Linked DNA regions of Hordeum vulgare: region 2 is linked to region 1. Evidence: chromatin contacts called from public Hi-C data. All regions are on one chromosome and are shown on one strand. Each heading gives the region's core, a stretch centred on a gene start, on an enhancer-like site or on the middle of the called end of the contact. The rest is flanking DNA. Distances are from core to core; before and after follow the strand shown. Region 1 holds the start of LOC123409951. Region 2 has its middle 41 kb from the start of LOC123413310.

The links. Hi-C and Micro-C count contacts between places; a contact is called where the count stands out from the background.
Region 2: a Hi-C map of seedling shows a contact between it and region 1, with 3 times the contacts expected there. The contact joins the enhancer-like site here to the promoter of LOC123409951 in region 1. A contact is called at or near these places in 2 of 6 Hi-C or Micro-C datasets (leaf and seedling).

Annotation. Positions count from the first base shown.
Region 1 is chr7H:485,287,426-485,293,110 of MorexV3_pseudomolecules_assembly, forward strand. It overlaps LOC123409951, which reads left to right and starts at 2,089. Exons shown (of 6, transcript XM_045102821.1): 1 at 2,089-2,413; 2 at 4,040-4,242. The coding sequence starts at 2,126.
Region 2 is chr7H:485,371,485-485,377,169 of MorexV3_pseudomolecules_assembly, forward strand. No RefSeq gene overlaps it. Among protein-coding and RNA genes, the nearest start is that of LOC123413310, 41 kb to the left of the region's middle. Within about 2 kb of position 3,132, at least 3 of the 3 cell types and tissues checked have open chromatin away from gene starts, as enhancers often do. A contact at or near this core is called in leaf and seedling, where this site is marked.

The sequences.
Region 1 (5,685 bases), core at 839-3,338:
GAGTGGAGGTAAGAGAACAATTGTGTTCCCAACTTAATATTATGGTTGAGGCAATGACGGATAAATATCTCGTTTTACCCTCACATGTGGGTGTTGATTGTAGCGATTGTTTTCAACATCTTGTTGATAGAGTTTGGGCTCTTATTGACGGGTGGAATGCTAGGATGCTATCAACTAGTGGAAAGGAAACACTGCTAAAATCAGTGACACAGTCTATACCAGTGTATGCAATGTCAATTTTCATTTTGCCTAAGAAAATTTGCAAAGGTATTTGTAATGCAATAGCGAGGTACTGGTGGGGCGGCTCCGAGGACCAAAGAAAAATGCATTGGAAAGCTTAATGGAAAATGTGTATACAAAAAAACAAGGAGGCATGGGTTTTCGCGATCTACATTGTTTTAACCAGGCTATGCTTGCTAAGCAGTGTTGGAGACTTTTGTCTGAACCTGAGTCATTATGTGCTCAGGTGCTACGAGCTAAGTATTATTCAGATGGGGATTTCTTTTGCTGCTGTACTTAAAAAAGATCTTCTTTTACGTGGCGTAGTATCATGTCTGGTCTAAAGACCCTCAAGAGGGGTGCCATTTGGAGACCAGGTAATGGGGCTTCTATAAAAAAATGGCCTGATCTTTGAATACCTTGAGCCTACGATCGGCGTGCTCTATCTCCTAGGGGTCATTGTCTACTAGAGACGGTACATGATCTAATTGACCCTACCACGGGTGAATGGGATGTACAACTTATACAAGATAATTTCTGGCCTATTGATGTTTCAAGAATTTTACAAATTCCACTTTCATCTCAAGATCAACAGGATTTCATTGCTTGGCAATTTTGTAAGTCTGGTTGCATCACAGTGAGATCAGCATATCATGCAGAGTGGAAGGCAGAATACAGAATCAGAGTTGGGATTGTAACAGGAGGAGGAAGAAGTGATTCTCATCCGGTTTGGAAAATACCTTGGGAGACGAGGCCCCTCCCAAGGTGCTTACTTTTATTTGGAGGACGCTGCACGATATTGTGCCTTGTTATTGTACTTTTGCGAACAGGCTTATAAAGACGCCGGTAACTTGCCTTTGTGTGTAAAATTGACCCAGAAGCCCTCATACACATGCTTTTCATTTGCCAAAGAGCTTCAGAGGTATGGGAAGAATTAGGTCTCAGAGATTGTGTGACAGCTGTCGCGTCGCAGTACAGGTCAGGATCACTGATTTTGGATGAGATTTTGTGCTCAAAGTTACAAGGGGGGGGGGTGCAAGTTCCTGGAGATAATGCGGTGGAGCTGATCCTTGTTGCATGTTGGTATATATGGTGGGAACGGCGACAGATTTCACATGATGAGGAGGTTGCAACCCCGACACGATCTGCCTTACAAATTAGAGGGATTGTTGCCAATTGGTGTGCCGAGAAGAAGACAGTTCCTCAGAGGGATATTTGCTGGTCTAGGCCGGCATCGGGATGTATAAAATTGAACGTGGACACGCCATACCATGTGGACAGAGGGGTGGTTCATGTGGTGCAATTCTACGGGACTTCAAATGAGGGTTTATTGCTGCAGCGGTGGAATTCAGGCAACATGCTCTTATGCTCCTACGATGGAGGCATTAACTTTGCTACTAGGTTTACGACTTGCCGAGGGGTGGGTATTCTCGATATCAATATCGAGAGCGATTCTATGGAGATTGTGCAGGCTATACAGAATCCGTTCGAGTATCGGGCGTCGGGAGCAGCGATTACCGACGATTGTCGAAAGTTGATAAGTTCTTTTCGCAGGGTGACTGTAAGTCATTGTGTGCATGAAGCTAATGGGTGTGCCCATGAGCTTGCTCGTTTTAGTTTTGAGGGACAGGAATATGGGGTGTGGCATGATAAACCTCCAGACTTCCTGATCCCATTTATTGTAAAGGACATGCTACTTACCTAATAATACTTGCCGATGTTCAAAAAAAAAAAAGATGCAACCTAACAAACAGGCCTTAGGCCTTTTCCATGCTTCTGCACCAGAAGAGCAGGCTCTAGCCCATGAGCCCAACAAACTGGCTCTCGGACGGTCGGACCCAGTCCATCCGATCCGATCCCCTATCCGCAGCAGCTTCCCGCAACTCAGCCGGGAGCATCGTTTGGAATGGCGCTCGCTAGGGTTTCGTCTTCTTCCCTCCTCCTCCTCCTCCCCTCCTCCACCACCACCTCCTCCCTGCTCCATTCCTTCCTGCGCCCCTTCTCTACCTCCTCTGTGTCGACTCGTCGCCTCTCTCACCCAAGAAGCCTCCCCATCGATGCCAGTATTTCCCAAGCTTCTCCTCTCCCTCCTACTGCGAGGGAGGAGGGGGAGGTGGCGGGAGCCCCGAGGCCCACCTCCAGGCGGCCGTGGAAGCCCACGTGCTTGTACTACACCCAGGGAAAATGCACCATGGTGATTTTTCTTCCAGTCTGCTCCCCTCATTGTGGCTTGATTACCGGTTAGTTCTGTGTGCCGAGCCGTCTCTGTGTTCACGTAGGTAGTTATAAATTGGTTACATTTGCTAGCACATAGGAACTCAACTAATGCCAGGAGAAGTAGTCTTTGATGCTTATTTTGGGGTGAGGCATTGGTGAAATCATGAGCTTGGAACTGTAAGGAGTATCTTCTCGTCGTTGATGATTATTTTGCGTTTTCCTTCAGTTACACGGCCGGCAAGGTGGTATGTGGTTTCATAAAGCAAACATTTAGATCCAGATGCACGCCTTTGTAATTCAAGAGTGGCATGTGTTAGGATGATCAAACTTTGATTTAGACAGTGTAGCTATAAAACAGACATCATATTTTTTTTTTATTACTTGGTGAAGATTTAAAACATAGTATGCACTATGCAGAACTATTGTCCGGACTAACTACAAGGAAGAACTCGTCTTTCTAAAGACTGTAGGTTTGTAGGATGCTAACAGCTTCCGATATGGTAGGCTAGGAATGGAAGTATCTCTGGTGATTTAAGTTACTGGTATAATCAAGTTCAGTGATGGGCAAAATAAAGAAAAAGAGGAATTACTTATGGACTATGGAGTATTCACGTTGCCGCTGTCCAAGTTTACACAATGAGATTGTTTTACAACATTTTGATTTACTAGTTACAGCTAAATAAAACCTCCACATGTCACTAATGTTTTTAGCAGTTGAGGCGTTTTATGAGTTTTTAATGGTAAAACATGTTCTAGATTCAAGTCTCTGTACTGTATATTTTTTTTTCGAGAAAACGCAAAGACTCTGCGTTTCTTTTCATTGAAAAGTCTCTGTACTGTATATGACAACTATGAATAGTATATAAACTTATAATGATATTAGCTTTTTATGGAATCGGCTTGTATTATCTGCTACTAGTAAATTTTGTTATGTAATATCAGAATTAGGTTAGGATTACTAAATCAAGCAGAAGCAAATAAATAAAAAATATATGATAAAAGTTGTAGAATTTACTGGGAAAATGTCTAGAAGCCATGGGTTCTAGTAGTTTATATAAACATACTTATATGAGAAGAGCTGAACAGGATATTGAATTATCCTCTTCTATATACAACGGATGAGAGACAAGAATGGAATGCTGAAATTTGGACTGCTAGAAAATCTGGATACGACTCCCTAATAGGTTAAAGAACATTGCACTCGTGAACTCTTTGTCTTCTTAGAAGTACAATAAATCTTGTGGCATCAATATTAACTGATAGTTTTGTTTTAGGATGTACAATGTGGAAATTTACTCTATTTGTTATTTAGTATTGACAGTATGTCCTGTATCTGTTTAAACAGGTACGGATTCTTTAAAGCCCAATTAATACTTTATTCAGTGCATTCCGAACTAGTCTTGATGAGTACTCCAACTTTTACGTGGCATGGTAATCAGATGAGTTTTCACATTAGTAAATTAGTAAATTTTTGGGTTAGCGAAGCCGTGTCCATTCCGTTTGAATTTCCTTAAACAGATTTGTAGCCCTTAATAAAAATACTGCATTAATACTTGACTATTTAGTGAAAGCACTATTGTAATTTAGATTTGTATTTCCACAGATGGATGATGCTTTGCATGTTGAAAAATTCAATCATAATTTGTCGATGGATCTACCAGTGAATGCTTCAGCTGCAGATAAAGTGAAGCCTCAGAAACTGGATTATTTTTTAGTTCTTGATTTGGAGGGAAAGGTTGAAATTCTTGAATTTCCGGTTGTAATGATTGATGCCCATAGCATGGAGTTCATCGATTCATTTCACAGGTACAGCTTATTTGTAAGTCATGGAATATTATAGTTATTTGGTTCAATCTATATGCTTATTTGAATGACCATCGAGCTCTTTGGACCATAGATGACTCATGAGATTGCCAGCAAGGTATTACAAAAAATAGATTTATTGGCTGAGTGCTTTTAACATGTGCCTTCACCAAGTTCTTAACATATGTAACCAATATAACCGGGTGGATACTCAATGCACTGGTATAATATAATGGGAAATTACTTGGGATAGTCTCTGTAACAATCCCCCCCCCCCTCCGACACCAGGGTCCAGGGGATGTGCTATTGCATCTCCATTTTGCGGAGGTGGAGCCTGCTATTGCTTTGGCTGCTCTCACAAGTGGCAGAAGCTCATGCTCATTCTCTTTCTGACACCAGGGGCTGCTGCTAATGTATCTCGTTTTTTCAGAGGTGGCTGCTGCTGCTGCTCCATCTACTCTACGTTCCCTAATAGAATAAGATGTTGGTTTTAATTCCATAGGAATATACATACATAGATACATTACTTTAGAAGAAAATGAGTACAAGCCTGCTTACCATATAATCACTTCCAGGTGAGGTGACTGAGCGAGTACCGGTTACTGAGTGTTAGGACCTTCAACATTGATCTCTCTAGTCTACACTATGAATGTTCATTCAATCACCAGCAACTATTCTCAAGCTCAGACAGGGCATGAAAAATGTCCAGCTTAACATAAAGATGAAATCGAGAAGAAAAATGCTGTGTTGACCCTTTTTCTGGGGCATACGTGTTCCATATCTTTTTTTTCCTACTCTTCTATTGTTATGTTTCATACTGAGGAGACTAAGCAGATTAAGCTGTGAAATAATCAAATTAGTTAAAGGAGAGTACTAAAATACAAATTAAATGATTAGTGGGAAAGGTAATATTCTTAGAATTAGATGGGTACATAGAAACTGCCAGTGACGTTTATGTACTTGGTAAAACATCACTTTAGGGGGAGTCTATCAAGGGATCTATGGAGAACGATGGCAAAATATTGATCTAATGGTGAGCAGCACCAGCACTACATTTTTCCTGGTTATATGCATATGCACTCAATGCACTCAAGACTCAACCATGTTTTGATGTAGAAAATTCTTTTTGAATTTGCTATGTACTCAAAATGAGAACCAGTTCTTGAATGCATCAATTTCTTGTTTTGTACGATCTGATAAACCATAGGATATCAATACTTATGAAACATAATTAAGAGAATGTGAATATTTCCTTCTTATTCGTCGCCACAAGCTTGAATTCCACATTGAAATAAGTACATGAATAAGTAAATAAAATGCTGACACCAGAACATATGCCTCTTGTACAAGTTAGCTTCTTCTGTGCTGTGTTCGTCTTGCCTTATGCACAACTGTAGGTTGTGATAGTTAATACTCCTTCCGTCCCAAAATACTTGTCACGGGAAT
Region 2 (5,685 bases), core at 1,882-4,381, 85 kb after region 1:
GGTAATATTTTAATGATAGCATTATAGTCTTGATGAGAAACCACTTATTTAAAAATTGGTAGGCATACCTTCTCTCTCATGGTTGTTTCACTAATACAATTTGATCTTATTCGGACAAACACCTTTGACTCTTGGGTGTATATCTACCTAATACGAAAAACTAAACTAGTAATTGGAAAGAAAGCCTAGAAAATCTGATTTTTTTCTTGAAACAGACTTGACCTTCCTTTGTACTTGTATAAAAAAGTCGCTAATGAACGACTTTCATGGTTTTCTGAGTGCAGAACAACAACATCAACACTAGATAAAAGTTACCATATTGATACTATTTTTCCTTCAAAATTATGCCTTGAAGTCGACAGAATTTTTACCTTCGTGAAACTTTTCATACTTGTGCAATATAATGTCATTTTATTCCCAAAAAGTTTCATTTTTTTGACATTTTCATGCACTTATACGCGCAGGAGCCAAAGGTATACCCCGATTTCGTTCACATTAGTTTATTTCCAATCCTGCAAGATCTTGTTCACGTTAGTTTATTCCACCGAAGAGCCCCCTAGCTCTGGGCCAACCCTGAGCTGGAGAGCGTCGTGGAGAAGGCCTGGTCTTCGCGTGTTGTGTAGTCCACTAGGAGGGCTACGCAAGAGCTATACTTTCACTTTACACGAGATTTGCTTCTCTCTCGCATGAAGCTATTTTCTGTTGTGTACAGTACTGGGTCAGCCCATTTCAAAGCGTTTGCATAGCCCACACGCCCGCTTGTTGTTTTCTCTATGTTTATCTTTAGTTTATTTTCATTTTAATTTTTTTTCCATTTTTTTCACAAGTTTTTTTTGTTTTTTTTCACCGGTTTTATTTGTTTTATTCTTCGCTTTTACACATTTGTTTTCTTTGTTTCTTTGTTTTTCTTCTGTTTCCTATATGTTCATTCTTTAATTTCATTAGTTTTCCATTCTTTCGTATTTTCTTTATTTTTCTTTGTTTGTTTCTTGGTTTTCATCATTTTTCTTTGATAATTTATTGGTTTTCACTATTTTGATTGTTTTTACCAGCGAACTGTGGGTATGTAAGTCTTGTTTTTATTGAAATATGGTAATTAGAGAGTCAATGTTACATGTGCAATAGGGGATTGCACTAAGTCGCTGGCAGTTAGCATACATCAAGAGGAGAATTTATAATGTATCTATCCAAGATCTCATGCCTTCTTTCATGGAGGGTCTAGCTGTCATCATAGTCCTCATCATAGTTGCTTAGAAGTGATTGATAAATTCTGTCTTGCACCAGTTGATTGAACACTGAATACGTTCAAATACTTCATCATTTCTTTGGCACCATATACTCCAACATCCAGTAATCAACACTTCCATGAAGTGGGCAATATTGTATCTGTGCTTGGCATCAATGACCATATTGTGTAAATTTTCATATGTATTCCATCCGATTCCAATGCTCCACTAAAAGCTTGACTGAAAGGCGGCCAAAAAAATAGGCGTGTTCTCTCCTCCATAGGGTGATCCTCACATAATGAGCATTGGGTGTTGTCTAATTGCAAACAACATTCTTGTTAATAGATCACATGTGTTGATCCAATCATGAAGCATGAGCCACCAGAAGAACTTGTGTCTTGGTATGCAACATGATTTCCATAACCAGATCATTGGTGGGTGGGGGTGATGTCTGTTGTGCTCATGAGTGCCTTGTATACTTTCTCGGTTGTGTATCCATGGTCTCCCCATATAAATTTCCATGAGTCTTTCTCCTGATTATGGTTGATTCCCTCCAGTGAGTTGCTGAGTTGTATGGACCGTTTGTGTGCAATATTGGATAGTGACAGCTGGAACAAGGAGTAATAGTTGTGTGCAATTTTTTCCTTTAAGATGTTGTCATTATCACCAAAAGAGTGCAGTTCAGGGAATCTGTCCATCAGGATTTGTCCACACCATTTGTCTTTTCATAGTAGTATAGTATTACCTGAATTTGTCCTCGCATGTGGTGAGTTTGTTGTAGATGTCATACAGTCTCTCCACTAGAAAGATCCTTTGCTATTTTCATTATTTTGCATTGGTTATCTTTGATTTTTAATTTATTATTATGGTTTTCTAAGTTTTTTTTGTTTCTACTAATTTTTTTTTGTTTCTACTAGTATTTATGTTTCTTTGTCATTTTTCACCTAGTTCTTTTTAGTTCAACACGCGTCAACTTTTTGTAATACGCATTCAACATTTTTCATATACATTAGAAAATGTTTTTATATACGTGTTTAACATTTTGGAATACATGATTAACATTTTTGAAAATATATTTCTATATTTCTAATTCATTCCATATACAATGCATATTTTGGAATTATATCTAATATGTTTTTAATATATGTTTAAAATAAATAAATACAAGATTAACATTTTTTTAATACATGATCAACAATTCTCAATACACAGTGAATAGATCTTTATCAGTAATAAGCATTTTTACACACACAATGTACATCTTTCATATACATCAAGAACATTTGTTATATTCATGTTTTAATATTTTAAAATACAGGATTGAATTTCTTTAAATATATATTTTCATGTCTACTTTTATTTAATGTATGTTGTATATTTTCATATACACCTAAAACAATTATACCCATTTAACATTACTTACATACATGAACAACATTTTATACATATTGTATTTTTTTGTGTATGTTCGTCGTATACATAGAAAAATCTATAACCATTCAACATTTTTCTAATGTTTGACCAACATTTTTATATGCTTGATTAACATTTTTGTGATATATGTGCAACTTTTTACATACACATTTTATACTTTTTTGTATAGATTTTTATATACATGAGAAACATATTCTCGATAAACATTTACATTTTTAAAATGCTTGATTATTATATTTTAAATAAATTACGCAGGTGATATTTGTAATATATTGACTATTCGTCATCCTTACTTATTCCTCATCCTAGCTATACCGCATGCTCCAGCTACCAAAGAAAAGTGTGGAATGTATATTTACTGGTAGCAACTAATGGAGGAGCACTCTTCAAGAACCTCAAGGGTCACTCAGCGTATGCCAGGTGTCGTGTTCTAGACACTATCTTTGATTTTTTTTTTCTATACTTGTTTTCGATTTTTAGATGGTTTTTCTTGGGGATCTTTTGGCTTTTCGGTTTTGCGATTGTTCATTGGCGGTAGATAGACTAGCGATCGTTTATTTGTGGTAGATAGACTAGCGCGCTGAGCATAAATTGAGGAAAAGCAAGCGACCCAGACTGGCCAGTTTTAGGAACTTTTGGAGGGTTCCTGGCTGGTTTTGAGGACCTTGTTAACGTTATTGTTTCCTCTTTTTTTCTTTCATTTTTTGTATTTTTCTGAAAATCAAAAATCCAGAAATTTTCAAACTCTATTCAAGAGGTGGAAATTTCAATGATAGTTTGTGTTTTTAAAAAATTGCTAGAAATGTCAAAATAATCTTTAAAATTTTAAAAATGTTTACACTATTTTAGAAAATGTTCACAATTTTAAAGATTATGCATAATTGCAAGAGATCTTCACATATATTTTCATCGCTAAATATTTGTTTCAGAACCATGAACCAATTTTGAACTTATTAACATGTTTTGAATTCTTGAATATTTTTCAAATCCGCAAACATTTTCTAAATTCATGAACTTATTTGAATTCTTGAAATTTTTTAAATTTATTAACATGTTTTGAATTCGTGAATATTTTTCAAATCCGCAAAAATTTTCTAAATTCATGAACTTATTTGATTTCTTGTACATTTTTAGATTTATTAACATGTTTTGAGTTCGTGAATATTTTTCAAATCTGCAAACATTTTCTAAATTCATGAATTTATTTGATTTCTTGAACATTTTTAAATTTTGAATTCAGATTTTCTTTTCAAATATATGTGTATTTTGTGAAATTGGAAATTATTTTTGAATTTGTGAACATTTTTTGAATTTGTGAACATTTTCTGATTTAATAATAATTTGTTGAATTAGCTTTTTTTTTTAAAATGATACTCTTTTGAATTCATAATTTTTTGAATTTATAAACTTTTTAACTTAAAAGTAAACATATCAAAATAAAAAAAATCATTATGCTTGCAGGGCCAGGGCCAGGTTGCGTAGGCGACACGGACGACGCAAGCGACTTGCTTTCTCTGAATGCTACATGGCAGCTTCGGAGGAAGGGTACTTTCCCTATCTAGGGGAACCAAGAGCCAACAGGATTGGGCCTAAGGGGCCTTAAGCGGGGAGGCTGGTTGGGCAAGAAAGGATCGCGCTTAGTGAGTTGGGTTTTACTGTTCCATTGACCTTTTGCATAGGCTGTGGCATGTTGGCCTCTATCTGGCACACTCACTAATCCAATGCCTTCACTTAGCCATGACTGCTTAAGGGCATTTCTAGCGTATCCATAAAAAAATAAAGGAACAAACGGTTGACTAAACTTTAGTATAATATTTTTACTTTATTAAGTTTTGATTGTTTCTAGCCGATAGATTTAGCAGAGTAAAACTTACAGCTCGCAGTACGGACAACCTAGAGCTAGCTCGTCCTCAGGGAGACGAGCAGATTCACGGTTTGATCGCGTCAGGTTTCGCCAATGTCCTCTCCACGTCTCCAAAATCTCGGAGGTTTGTCTACACCATCCCGTAGGTGCAGAAATTCTTTCGAGTCTCACAGCTGCCGGTGCTCTCCATTGCTGCACAACAGACACGAAGTCAGGAGTGTATTTTTATCTACTATGTCCTGATATACCGTCGATATGATTACATGTTAGCGGGTCATCACCGGCACCGCGAGCGGCATCGGCAAGGCCTCAGCCATGGAGGTCATCAGGAATGACATCAAGGTCATCATCGCAAACGTGCAGAACAACCTGGGCCGCTCGATCGCCGTGGAGCTTCAACCGGACATGGCCTACGTTCGGTGTGACGTGACGTCTCCAACAAGGCGTGGATAGCCACGGCCGTTGACCTCGATGTGAAGCGGCATGTACATCTGGAAAGAAACGCCAGCATGTTTGTGCCCGTGACACACAGTGTGGTGGGTGGCGTGGACCTCGCCAACTTCGGCTCCGTGATGGCGGTCAACTCCTGGTCGAGAGTCGTCTCCATCAAGAACGGGGCGCGTGTCATGAGGCTAATGGCTCATGTGCGACGTATTTTGTAAAAATTCAAAGGAGTGTGACGTTATTAGAGATAATAGTTGTGGTGTGATACATTTAAGCGTGTAAATAGCCCATGGCCACATGAGGTGTTAAATGATGTTAAATTGGTCATCAGCCAAGCCCGTTTATGTTAAGACATGTGGGTCCAACTTAGCTAACACTGCGTCTAGTCAAAACAACTGACTGTACCCAGCCGCCCGACCGTGCCCCCACTCCCACTCCGTCCCCCCTTCTTCTCCGACGGCGGCGGATCTTGCATTCTCGGCGGCGATGGCTGGGGAGCCCTCGTTCTCAGCGGCGGTAGAGCCCTCGTTCTCAAAAAATGGTGAATGATTTCGACCCCTATTACCGCTCCCCTGTCGGGCCCGTAGATCTCAGCTCGTTCCTCTATTTTTTGCTTGTTGAATCGATAGGTTGTGAGGGGAACTCGTGGGCATATTGAGATGGAGCCGCCTGATTCAACTTCGAATAGGTAATGCGCCTCTCTCCGGTCCAATTTTG